Regions from separate parts of the Mus musculus genome. Here all the other regions are linked to region 2. A link is a contact called in public Hi-C data. All regions are on one chromosome and are shown on one strand. The core of a region is the stretch at or near the end of the contact, and the rest is flanking DNA. Distances in the headings are between cores, read along the strand shown. Region 1 holds the start of Wrn (Werner syndrome RecQ like helicase). Region 2 holds the start of Asah1 (N-acylsphingosine amidohydrolase 1). Region 3 holds the start of Cenpu (centromere protein U).

Region 1 (3,867 bases), core at 870-3,369, 8.0 Mb before region 2:
AAGAAAGGATTTAAAAAAAAAAAAAGAGTAAGTTTTGACAAGGCTTTGGGGAAACTAAGACACTTGTGCATTACTCCTGTGTGAAAGTTCGGCAGTTACTCAAAAAGCTTATCACAGAAGCCAGAAAGTCCCATATAAAGAGATACATCAAAAAACTTTAAAGCAGGGACACAGATACACACAACATTCAGGGCAAAGGAGAAACCAACCTATCAGTAGTATAAAAGATAAGCAAACTATCGCACATATGCACAAGGAACCATTCATTCACTAATTCAGCCTTAAAACAGGAATTAAGCTCAGCTCTGAACAACAGCATAGATGGGCCTTGAAAAGGAAACCTTGCTGGATGGACGGAGCCACATCTGTCAGGTGCAAAAGAACAAATGGCTCTATTTACATGAAGTATCTGAAATGCATGGATTCATAAGAGAAGTGAAATATTACAAAAATTTCTGGGGCCTGGGAAGAGGAGGCCATAGAGTTATTGCTTTATGGCTGCAGAGTCTCTGCTTAGGATGAAGAGCAAGTTCTGGAAGTAGGGCTAGGGTGTGCGCAGTAAAAGAATAGGTATTTATAGCATGGGCAATGCCCAGCATCCAAAAACAGACAAACAAGAACCCAAATCAACAACAAAGAACGTGGTAGCAGTAGATAGCGGCGACATTTGCACATGCAGAGTGTAATTTATTATCACTGAACTGTACTTAAAATTATTAAACTGGCAAATTATAGTGTGTGTGTGTGTGTGTGTGTGTGTGTGTGTGTGTGTGTGTGTTTCCCTGAAAACTCGACCAGAGCTTCCCAACACTTCAGGATGACACACCAGATTCCTAACATAGTCATGAATCCTGCATAATCTCTCTGATCTCTAAGAGCAGGCCCCTTTTCTCTACCCTAAAGGCCTTTCTAGGTTACTCTTACTCCAAGCAGCCTCCTTCAGGCTTGCACTTTCTTTCCTGTCCCATAGACACTTCCTTCACAGTGAGGACCTATTGGGAATTGTACCTCCCAACACCCACTGGCCCTCACCCGTCTTTCTTTCATTTTCACTTTGTCAATACTGCACTTGGCATTTTGTGTATCTCTTTCCGCTAAATTGTGAGCTCAAAAATGGGTAAATTTTCTGTTTCATTCATTTTGTTATCTCAGCAGCGCTCAACAATTATATGCTGAATTAGCAGAGCTGGGATGCCATTCAATTGAAGAGCGCTGTATCAAGCAGGTGAGTGGTCCCAGTCTGGGGTTCCATCCTCAAAGCAAGAGGAGACACAGGGGACAACTAGTATACAACGACATCGAGTACCAAACTGCCCTATACGCCGCAGGCTTTGCATACAATCTCTAATAAAAGATCAAGAGGGCATGACAGGGTAGGCCGTACTCTCTTGAGTTCGAGGACAGCCTGGGCTAAAAGTGTGAGGGGCTACAGAAGAGAAGCCGGGTCTCAATAAAACCAAAGGGAAAAATAAGGCTGAAATTTGTTATTTGGGGACTCTGGATTAGCATCCTAAAGAGTTTTTTGCTCTCCAGGTTTTTACATATCAGGTCTATGGGAGAACGAGTCATATTCAACAAGACCAAATGCTCATTAGTACAATGACTTAACCTTAAGAGGTCCAAAACAATTTGCTCAGTAGTGGAAAGTCGGTTGCCTCCCCGGACTCAGTTACCTCTGCCTCCGAAGCGCTATAAACAGCAGCTGGGGCGGAAGAGGCGGGAAAGCCCACTGACGGGACCAGAGGAGGCCTGTGGCTCCGAGGCCCCTTTCCAGGGGATCTGAAGGAGAAAGGAGGCAAGGCTCCCTTTCCAAGAATCTCCCCAACACAACCCCAAGAGAAAGCCTCGTGGGAGAGAGAAACAAGCGTCCGAGATGCGTAGATATAGCCCAGGGTACGCAAAGGGGAGAGGCAAAAGCGGGGAAGGCACGTTACCCTGAGAAGAGCCAGATCTAAGGGTCTTCTCCTCCAGCAGGATGATTTATGGAGGACTGAGAACCAAAGCCCAGGACCCAGGCATCGAGAGAGGCCTCACATTTACTAACTTTATACCAACGGGCGCCTCGGTGCACTTCTGGTCTGGCGACTGCCCTTCCCTGCACTCCGCCCGCGGCCCCGCCCAACCTCTCCCAGCCGCGCCGCCCTCCCACCCACCGCAGCCACCCCGCGCAGCACGCATGCTCAGAGCTGACGGCCGCTGGGCACGCTGGGAAATGTAGTCTCAACGCAGGTGCGGGTGAGTCGCGGGAAATCACAACCCTCCCGCCACCTCTCCTGCCGGCTCTCTCGCACGCCGGGTCCCCGCGCGCTGTCTGCCGTCAGGGCGCGCCCGGAGGCAGAGCCCGAGTCCCCCGTCTTTCCGCTAGCGCGGCTGGGGAGGCGGGGTCCCAAGCCCGGCCCCTCAGGCAGCTCCCCGCCTCCCTCCCGCCCTCCCCGCGGCGTCGGGCCGGTGCCCGAATCCAGGCAGCGGCCGCAGGAGGCGCGGCGGCGGCGGTGGGCGCCGCAGGCGATGCCCCTGCCCCGCTGCTCCGGCGGGGGGCAGAGCGCGCGGCGGCGGCGGCGGCGGCGGGGAAGGAGGCGGGGGGCGGCGGCGGAGGGGCCGAGAGCTGGCGGCGGCGGCGGCGGTGGTCGTGAAGGGCATCGGTGACGGAGATGATGTGAGTGTCGGCTGGCTGGGACCCCCGGGGCTGCCGAGCCGGAGCTGGGCGGCTGGCAGCGTACGGGAATCGGAGCGGGAGGCCTGGGGCGGCAGAGGGGATGCTGTGTGCGCGGTGCGGAGCCGGCCGAGGCCGGAGCGCGAGAGCCGGGCCAGAGTAGGGGTTCCGGGCGGCGGCAGCGGGGGCAGTGCGGACCCAGGGGCGTCTGCGATTGTTCTCAACACCCCTCCCCCATCCCACCCCGTGTGTCTGTTTGTCACTTGCAGCTGAAGATGGAAAGAGCCAGGCGAAGGGGAGGCGGCGGCAGCGGCGGCGGCCGTGGCCGCGGAGGCAAGAATGTAGGGGGCCCTGGCCTAAGCAAGAGTAGACTCTATCCCCAGGCCCAGCATTCTCACTACCCCCACTACTCCGCGTCAGCCACCCCTAATCAGTCTGGGGGCACATCCGAAATCCAGGAGCTAGCCTCCAAACGTGTGGACATCCAGAAAAAGAGGTTTTACCTAGACGTGAAGCAGAGCTCCCGGGGCCGCTTCCTAAAGATAGCCGAAGTCTGGATAGGGAGAGGCCGGCAGGACAATATCAGAAAGAGTAAACTGACCCTCTCCCTGTCGGTAGCAGCAGAGCTGAAGGACTGTCTAGGCGACTTCATCGAGCACTATGCCCATCTGGGCCTGAAAGGCCACAGACAGGAGCATGGCCAGAGCAAAGAGCAAGTCTCCAGGAGGCGGCAGAAGCACTCTGCACCCTCCCCACCGGTGTCAGTGGGGTCAGAAGAGCATCCTCACAGTGTCCTCAAAACGGACTATATAGAGAGGGACAATAGGAAATACTACCTGGACCTAAAGGAAAACCAACGAGGTCGCTTCCTAAGGATTAGACAAACCATGATGCGGGGCACTGGCATGATCGGTTACTTTGGCCACAGTTTGGGCCAGGATCAGACTATTGTCCTCCCAGCACAAGGTATGATTGAATTTCGTGATGCCTTGGTTCAGCTGATTGAAGACTACGGCGAAGGAGACATAGAAGAACGAAGGTGTGGAGACGACGACCCACTTGAACTCCCAGAGGGGACCTCTTTCAGAGTGGACAATAAAAGGTTCTACTTTGATGTGGGCTCTAATAAATATGGAATTTTCCTGAAGGTAAGTGAGGTGAGACCGCCTTACCGTAATACTATTACTGTTCCGTTCAAAGCTTGGACAAGGTTT
Region 2 (3,437 bases), core at 741-3,240:
CAAAACCAAACAAACAACCCTCCCAAAAAAAAACCAAAACCAGATAAAGAAACAAACAACAAGATATCTTCATTTAAAAACAAAGTATTAAGAAAGAATAAAAGCAAACAAACACAAAAATAACAGCTCTAAGGACATGAAACTGCTCTGAGTTCATAGCTGCACATTAACACCTTACAGGCCTATAGGACCCCATGGACTTGTGTTCTGCTCTTGGACACAAAGAGGAATTAAGTACCGCAGAGACAAAGTGAGACAAAGCAAGCTTGTATCATGATTGTGTCTACACACTGATAAAGAGTTACACACTGTGTAACTCAGAACAGCATCTCTTGCTAAATCAAAGGATGCTCTGCTTCTACTCTCTACAACAAATCCTGGGTTACACTCAAATTCTCCAAGTATTTTGTTTAGAATTTGTTGTTACTTAACCCACGGTTGAAAAGGTCTATATCAGTCCCTCACATCAAACACTAGACCTAGTTTGCTCAACCATTATGTGTCCTTTGGTAATCTTTGGGCAAAAAGGCACAAGCTATCAAAATACTTAATTCTTCAACAATTCTTACAATCCCAACCAAGTTTGGTAAATCAATTCTTTATCTACACTAGAGCAAACGTTTTGCTCTTCCTTCAATCTTTTGTACATACTATGTGGGTTTTGGTCACTGAAATTACTCTGTATACCATTCTGCATTCTACTTTGTGTTGTGTGGTGTTTTTCAGACAAGGTTTCTCTGTGTCCATTGTTGTCCTAGAACATTCGCCTACCTCTATCTCCCAAGTGCTGGGATTTAAAGGCGTGTGCCACCCTCTGCCCTGATGTGCATTCTACTTTTATCTACTAAGTATCTATTCTAGTGGCTGGCTAATTTTCTCTCTCTCTCTCTCTCTCTCAAATTCAAAAAAGCATTTCTCCTTCTAGGAATAAAATTAAAAGAACTCCTGCTGCTCCCATTTCCAATGTCTTGCCTCTTTTCAAAATTCTTGTCATCTGGCACAGGTAAGGTGCATCCAGGTTCCTAGTTATCAAATCTGGCAACAAAACAGTCTTCAATTCTATAGCCTTTATAGAATCGATCTATGAAATGTCGCTGTCGGGCTTTGACCTAGAGGCTGAACTTAGAAATGTTTCTGGGAACAACGATGTGACCTCTGGCTACATTTTTCACTCCAGGGCTATACTTCCTCTTCTAGTAAATACAAGAATCATGTTAGTTCCTCACAGTCTCTTGCGGATATATAAAGTCTGTGGCATTGTGACTTGGTCGAGCAGCACCACGGTACAGACAGACATTCCATGCCTGGGCGTGAAGGCCACAGCCAGTACAGCCTTCTTAGGGGGGCGGGGTGGGGGTGGGTTCCCATCATCTGGGCTAAGACTGCATGTGACCCATAGCTTCCTGCGATGGTTTCTTCAGGAAAAAGCACTAGGTAACCAGGCAGAAAATACTACGGCCACCAGTCAATCGTTAGCTTTTTCTCTGGAGAGTTCCGCCTACAGTAGCTGGTAATCTCAAATATAAGATTGGAGAATGCGTGAATCCTACACAGTTGTTCTTGAAAGTTAGAACTTCCCTAAAATGTGTACTCGGTCCATACAGCAGCAAAGCCACTTAGCCCGGGGTTCACAAGCCACATTTGCACCCATACTCCGCGGGACCGAACCAGAGTTCCCCCGACGCCTCACGGAAGATACAGACCGCGAGCAGGTGTCCCTCACCCGCCCCGCCACAGCTGCGCCCACCTCCCCCTGAGCCCGCGCCTGCACCCCCATCTGTGCCTCGGCTGGAGCTCACCCACCGGCGGCACATCCTGTGCCTGGGCGCAGGTGACTGCCGCGGCTAGGACCCAGGTGAGAAGACTTTGGCCCCGCATCTTCCCAGCTGCAAGCGCCGCTCCGAGGGACTCTAGCAGCAGCTGCAGCAGGGACCACCTCCACCAGCAGCAGGCCGCACCCCAACGCGTGATCAGCGACCCTGGGCCACACCATGCACGGCAGGGGACACGCCAGAGATAGAGGCGCCGGGCCGAGTCCCTAGAGCGGAGTCCGCGCACAGGGCCGAGAGGGGCTGCGCCCCCAGCACGCCACGCAGTGGTTTCGTCCAGCCTTAGCCGCACCCCGGGGCGGGACTTCCAGTTTTCCTCTGGCCTTCACTCGTTTGGAGCGCGGGGGCCGGGGCAAGACGCTGGTGCTGGAGGATTTCTGAGGGCGGACGCCGACTGACTCGGGAGAGGTTGGCTCCTAGGCGTCGCGGTTCCTGAGCCCACCAAAGGGACAGAGTTTCAGAGCATAGCGTCAGACCTAGTTTGCCTTCTGGGGAAGGCTGGCTCCAAGTGAGTCACTCAATCCATCCATCCTGCCCGAGGGATCACAACCAGAGAGGACAAGTGTCAGGGTCAGAAGTTTCATCTCTCGGGTACTCTAGGTACTTAAGGCACTGCTAAATCCTAGGATTTAGATTTTAGTTTCTTGCTGTTATGTCCGGGGTTGGAGAGGTTGAAGGGGTGGGACCTTCATCGATGTATTTGTCGCCGCGTTACTCAACTCCTGTTTTCCTTTAGCTCGTGAGAAGCCAGTTGGTCCAGCGGACCTAAACCTAGGACAGGTACTTGGTACTTCATAGTCTACTTTGAAAAGCAGATAAAAGTGAAATACTTGCTTGGCTTTTACCTTGGACAAGGCTCTCCATAATAGGATGAGTTATCTAGAATCCAACAGGAAAAAAATGCCTCTAGATTTACATTTTCTGCTTCGACGACAGGCATCTCAAGAAGTTTGGAGGCTTTTAAAAAAATGCTTCTATAAAACTCACTCAGGACCATTAAAATCCTATTTTAATTCTCACCCCCGACTCCTGTGCTGGGGATCCGAGTATTTTTCCTTTTTGGTGTAAAAAACACCTAAATTTGGAGGCAAATGATAAATAAGTTGGCTTTTGTTTGTTTGTTTTTTGTTTGTTTGTTTTTGAGGAAGTTTAGATGTTGATACACAACACAGGATTAAGAAACACTTAGAGGGCCGGGCGGTGGTGGCGCGTGCCTTTAATCTCAGCACTTGGGAGGCAGAGACAGGCGGATTTCTGAGTTCAAGGCCAGCCTGGTCTACAAATTGAGTTCCAGGACAGCCAAGACTATACAGAGAAACCCTGTCTCAAAAAAAAAAAAAAAACAACAACAACAACAACAAAACAAAACAAAAAAAAACAAACAAACAAAAAAAGAAATCTTACTTAGGTAAGCAAGATTGGAAAATACTTACTTTTTGAAGGGGGACACTGAGGACTGTTTTAGACAGCAACCTGAGGCAGAAAGCTGTCTTCAGTCACTGACTCTGGCGTTTCAAACCTGCCTAGACAAGATAGCAAGATTTCATCTCCAAAATAAAACAAAACAGAATATATCAGGTCTCTGATGCAGAGTTTGAGGAAGCAACA
Region 3 (3,844 bases), core at 324-2,823, 5.2 Mb after region 2:
ATGTGCGTAAGAATTCCTGGTGATGTGCTGTCGGGAATAGTAAATAGAAAACATTGATGTACCCATAGCACAGAGGAATAAAAGCGATGCAAATAGTTACTTAATGAATTCCAAAGGCAGCATGAATGAACTACAGCTGCATGCAGATGTGGACACTTTAAAAATTATGGCTTTGGTTAGGATACTTGCAGAAAACCTACCAAACGTTATTTATAGAGATAGAAATATACAATGATTATACACAGAGGCATATCGAGGCTGAAAAGCATAAAAATGCTAAAGACAAATAAAAAAAACCGTATGGTTTGTGAAAAGGGCCATTCATGGAAGAGTCTGAGAGAACTGTTACATTTTATGTTCTGATTCAGTAATATAGGTGTCTATGTTTTATTTTTACAGTGTTAAATACCCTTTGTTGGAGACAGGGTTTCTTTGTGTAGGCCTGGCTGTCCTGGAACTCACTCTGTAGGCCATGCTACCTGCTTCTGCCTCTAGGACTAAAGGCAAGCACCACCACTGCCTAGCTTGTATTCATATTTTTATTGTGATAAAATTTATAACATAAAATTGGACATTTCAGCTTTTTATTCCAGTCATTTTAAGTGTTTAAATACATCCACCTTTTTTACACAACCATCTATCTCTCCCATCACCCCCATTTCTGGCCTTTCTCATTACCACTGTGTTTTAGGTTAATCAAGAAATCATTGTTGGAGCTGGAGAGATGACTCAGCCATTTGGAGCCTCTTGCCAAAGACCTCAGAGTTTCCCAGCCTCATAACTATCTGTAACTCCAGTTTCAGGGTATCTGATGCCCTCCTCTGACCTCCACTGGGACCACGGATGTGTATATATATATGCGTGTGTGTGTGTGTATATATACATACATATGCGTATATATAATAAATATATAACATTTTGCATCGATACACATAAATCTTAAAAAAAAATTCATTGCCAAGTCCAACGTCTTGATTCAGTTTTCTTCTGAGTTTGGCCGTTTTTTTTACTTCTTATATCTTTGATCCCTTTAAATCAATTTTTCATTCTTTTGTACCACAAGAAAAATGTAAAAACAAAAGAATCGTGAGTATGGATCCAGAAGGGACCTTCCCGCTTTACGAAGGACCTGGAAGGGAGGACAAATAACGTGTCGCGTTCAACAGTGAGCTGCTACAGGGAGCTAAAAGCGGCATCTGCATTTAGCAATGCGAAGGATTTGACAGTAGTCCATCAACTAACAGCCCGCCCGGAAGCACTGGAGTTTTGGATCCGCTGGCGGCTGGCTCGGGTCCACCCACACCCACACCAGCTCCGGGTCATTTACCCGCCCACGAGGCCGGGGAGTTCTAAATTTACGGAACGGAGCGAGAGCGGGAGAGACAGCCTGCAGCAGCTAAGCCGGTTGCTTTGGACTCCGCTCCGCTGTTGGGTGTTTTCCAGGCCTGGATTTCATCGTGCTCTCGCCCAGGACGCTCTCTGGCCCCGCCCCGGAAAAGGCGGAGCATAGCGAGGACTAGGCTCTGATTGGCTGTTCAGAGCAAGACCGGCTAGGCGCGAGTTTGGAGTCCCTGCCTTTGGGAACGGTAGGATGGCTGCAAGGAGAAGTTTGAGATACTCGGGGAACCCGGGGTAAGTGCTGCCGCCCCGAAATCCGCCCAGGATGGGCTCAACCCGTCCCAGAGACTCGCTGACCCGGCCTCAATTCCCACAGCCCCGAATCCTAGAGCCAGGAGTCAAGCTGTGTGGTAGGGGAACTCAGACACCAGCGTCGCTTTCATGTGACAAGCAAATATTTAACAGTAATCATTTCTGGTCTGTCGACATTGCTTTTTATTTCTAAGACGCAGCTGTTTTCGTAATAGAAAACACGGAAGCCAAACGAAATCTCTAGCGAGGGACCAGGCAGCTGCTTGTTTAGAGCTTGGGCTGGCCTTGCCTAAATACCTAAAGGACATTCAGAGTGCTTCATGGATCTTTTCATTATATAAGAGGTGTGCATCTGAAAAGAAGTTAGTAAGCGGCCCGAAAGGTTAGCGCCACCAACTCCTGGCGAAGGATATTCTGGGCGTGTCTGGCGCGCATCCAAAGCCTGGTAGAGATTTGGATAGAAAGGTCTCCTCTGCGTAGGAAGTCTTCCGTGGGAGGATTACCTATGGAAGATGATGCTTGTAGCTACCACAGGACACAGATGGTGGGGGAATCCACATTCGGTGAGCAGTGGGAAGGAAGATTTAAAAAGGGCAAAGGAGCTTATCAGGGCATGCTGGTTTGTGCTTTTACCTTTTTTGGTTTTTCGAGACAGAATTTTTCTGTGTGGCCCTGGCTGTCCTGGAACTCAACTCTTGTAGACCAGGCTGGCCATAAACTTAGAGATCACCTGCCTCAGCCTCCCAAGTGCTGAGATGAAAGGCGTGAGCCACCACCACCTTTGAGCAAGGGAAAGGAGCTTAGAACTTGATCTGCCAAACCAGTGGTTTTTGTTGTTTCAACATCTTGAGGCTTGGAATTTATGAAATCTGTTCATTATCACTCCTAAAACACACGGATGCATACAGCAAAGATTATATAAAATGGTTACTGTAGAGATTTCCTTTAGGAAAGAAAGAGGTTTCTGTAGAGTTTGGAAACTGCTCCAGGACTCCAGCCCACAGCTAGAAGGGAATTTCTCTGGTTTTGGAGCACACACAAGAAACAGGTAGAGGGGCTGGTGAGATGGCTCAGCAGGTAAAAGCACTGACTGCTCTTCTGAAGGTCCTGAGTTCAAATCCCAGCAACCACATGGTGGCTCACAATCACCCGTAATGAGATCTGACACCCTATTCTGGTGGGTCTGAAGACAGCTACAATGTACTTGTGTATAATAATACCTAAATCTTTGGGCTAGAGCCAGCAGGGACTGAGCAAGTGGAGTTGACCGGAGCGAGCAGAGCAGAGGTCCTAAAAGCTCAATTCCCAACAACCACATGAAGGCTCAGGCTCACAACCATCTGTACAGCTACAGTGTACTCCTATACATAAAATAAACAAATCATAAAAAAAAAGAGTCAGATGGAAAAGAGTTCAGGCTAGGCAATTTATGCCTCCAGGTTGTCCCACCTACTTCTGTTTCGAGGTGCCATTCAGAAGTCACTTAAGCTTTCTGAGCTCAGAATCACAGTCTGCGGTTATCCCAAAGCAAAGGCAGTACAGGTCTGAGAGTTGGCTACAAGTGGGGAGTCCCAGCCCCCTCCCCTCGGATTATTACTGCGGTATTCTGTGCTGGGAGTGTGGGTGGCAATAAGTCTTTTCTATTGTAGCCTAATACACACAACTGAGATGGTTAACAAAGTGATAGGTGTCCCCCCCAACCCTGCTCCCCAGTGGTTTATTGCCTGGCTTCAGCTCTGCTGGGTGAGCAGTAATGAGGATAATTTGGAAAGGTGCGCCTTGGAAGGATTATAGCTTACAGTGCTTTCCCAGTTGCTCAAAATATCTGCTGAATTCACTTTTAAAATTTTGTCATCTGTGTTTTAATAGTGCAAAACATTCAAAGAACACTTTGAGAAGCACATATTCCAGGAAACAGGTAAGCAAGATTGTTAATGTGATTTTTCCCCCCCTTAAGCCATTGAAGGCAAAGCTATCATTTTGTGGGAATCATACTTTGGAGAGTTCTCTTAACAAAATCTTTTCTTTGTTTCTTTTCTTTCTTTCTTATTTTTATTTTACTTTTTTTTTTTTTTAATTTGAGACAAGGTTTCTCTATTAGACCTGGCTGTCCTGGAACTCACTCTGTAGACCAGTCTAGGCCTTGAGCTCACAGAAATCTACTTGCATCTGCCTCCGAGTGCTGGGTCACCAT

What was found. A called contact is a pair of places that touch in the nucleus more often than the background predicts.
Region 1: a Hi-C map of pre-B cells shows a contact between it and region 2, with 4 times the contacts expected there. The contact joins the promoter of Wrn here to the promoter of Asah1 in region 2. A contact is called at or near these places in 1 of 39 promoter capture datasets (pre-B cells) and 1 of 484 Hi-C or Micro-C datasets (pre-B cells).
Region 3: a contact with region 2 is called in a Hi-C map of uterus, with 8 times the contacts expected there. The contact joins the promoter of Cenpu here to the promoter of Asah1 in region 2. A contact is called at or near these places in 1 of 39 promoter capture datasets (pre-B cells) and 1 of 484 Hi-C or Micro-C datasets (uterus).

What each region holds. Positions count from the first base shown.
Region 1 is chr8:33,383,408-33,387,274 of GRCm38.p6, forward strand. Wrn (Werner syndrome RecQ like helicase) reads right to left here and starts at 2,120. Exons shown (of 34, transcript NM_011721.4): 1 at 1,935-2,120. It overlaps Purg (purine-rich element binding protein G), which reads left to right and starts at 2,435. Exons shown (of 2, transcript NM_001382855.1): 1 at 2,435-2,656; 2 at 2,923-3,867. The coding sequence starts at 2,929.
Region 2 is chr8:41,372,707-41,376,143 of GRCm38.p6, forward strand. Asah1 (N-acylsphingosine amidohydrolase 1) reads right to left here and starts at 1,991. Exons shown (of 14, transcript NM_019734.3): 1 at 1,804-1,991. The coding sequence starts at 1,878.
Region 3 is chr8:46,550,496-46,554,339 of GRCm38.p6, forward strand. It overlaps Cenpu (centromere protein U), which reads left to right and starts at 1,574. Exons shown (of 13, transcript NM_027973.4): 1 at 1,574-1,632; 2 at 3,520-3,568. The coding sequence starts at 1,592.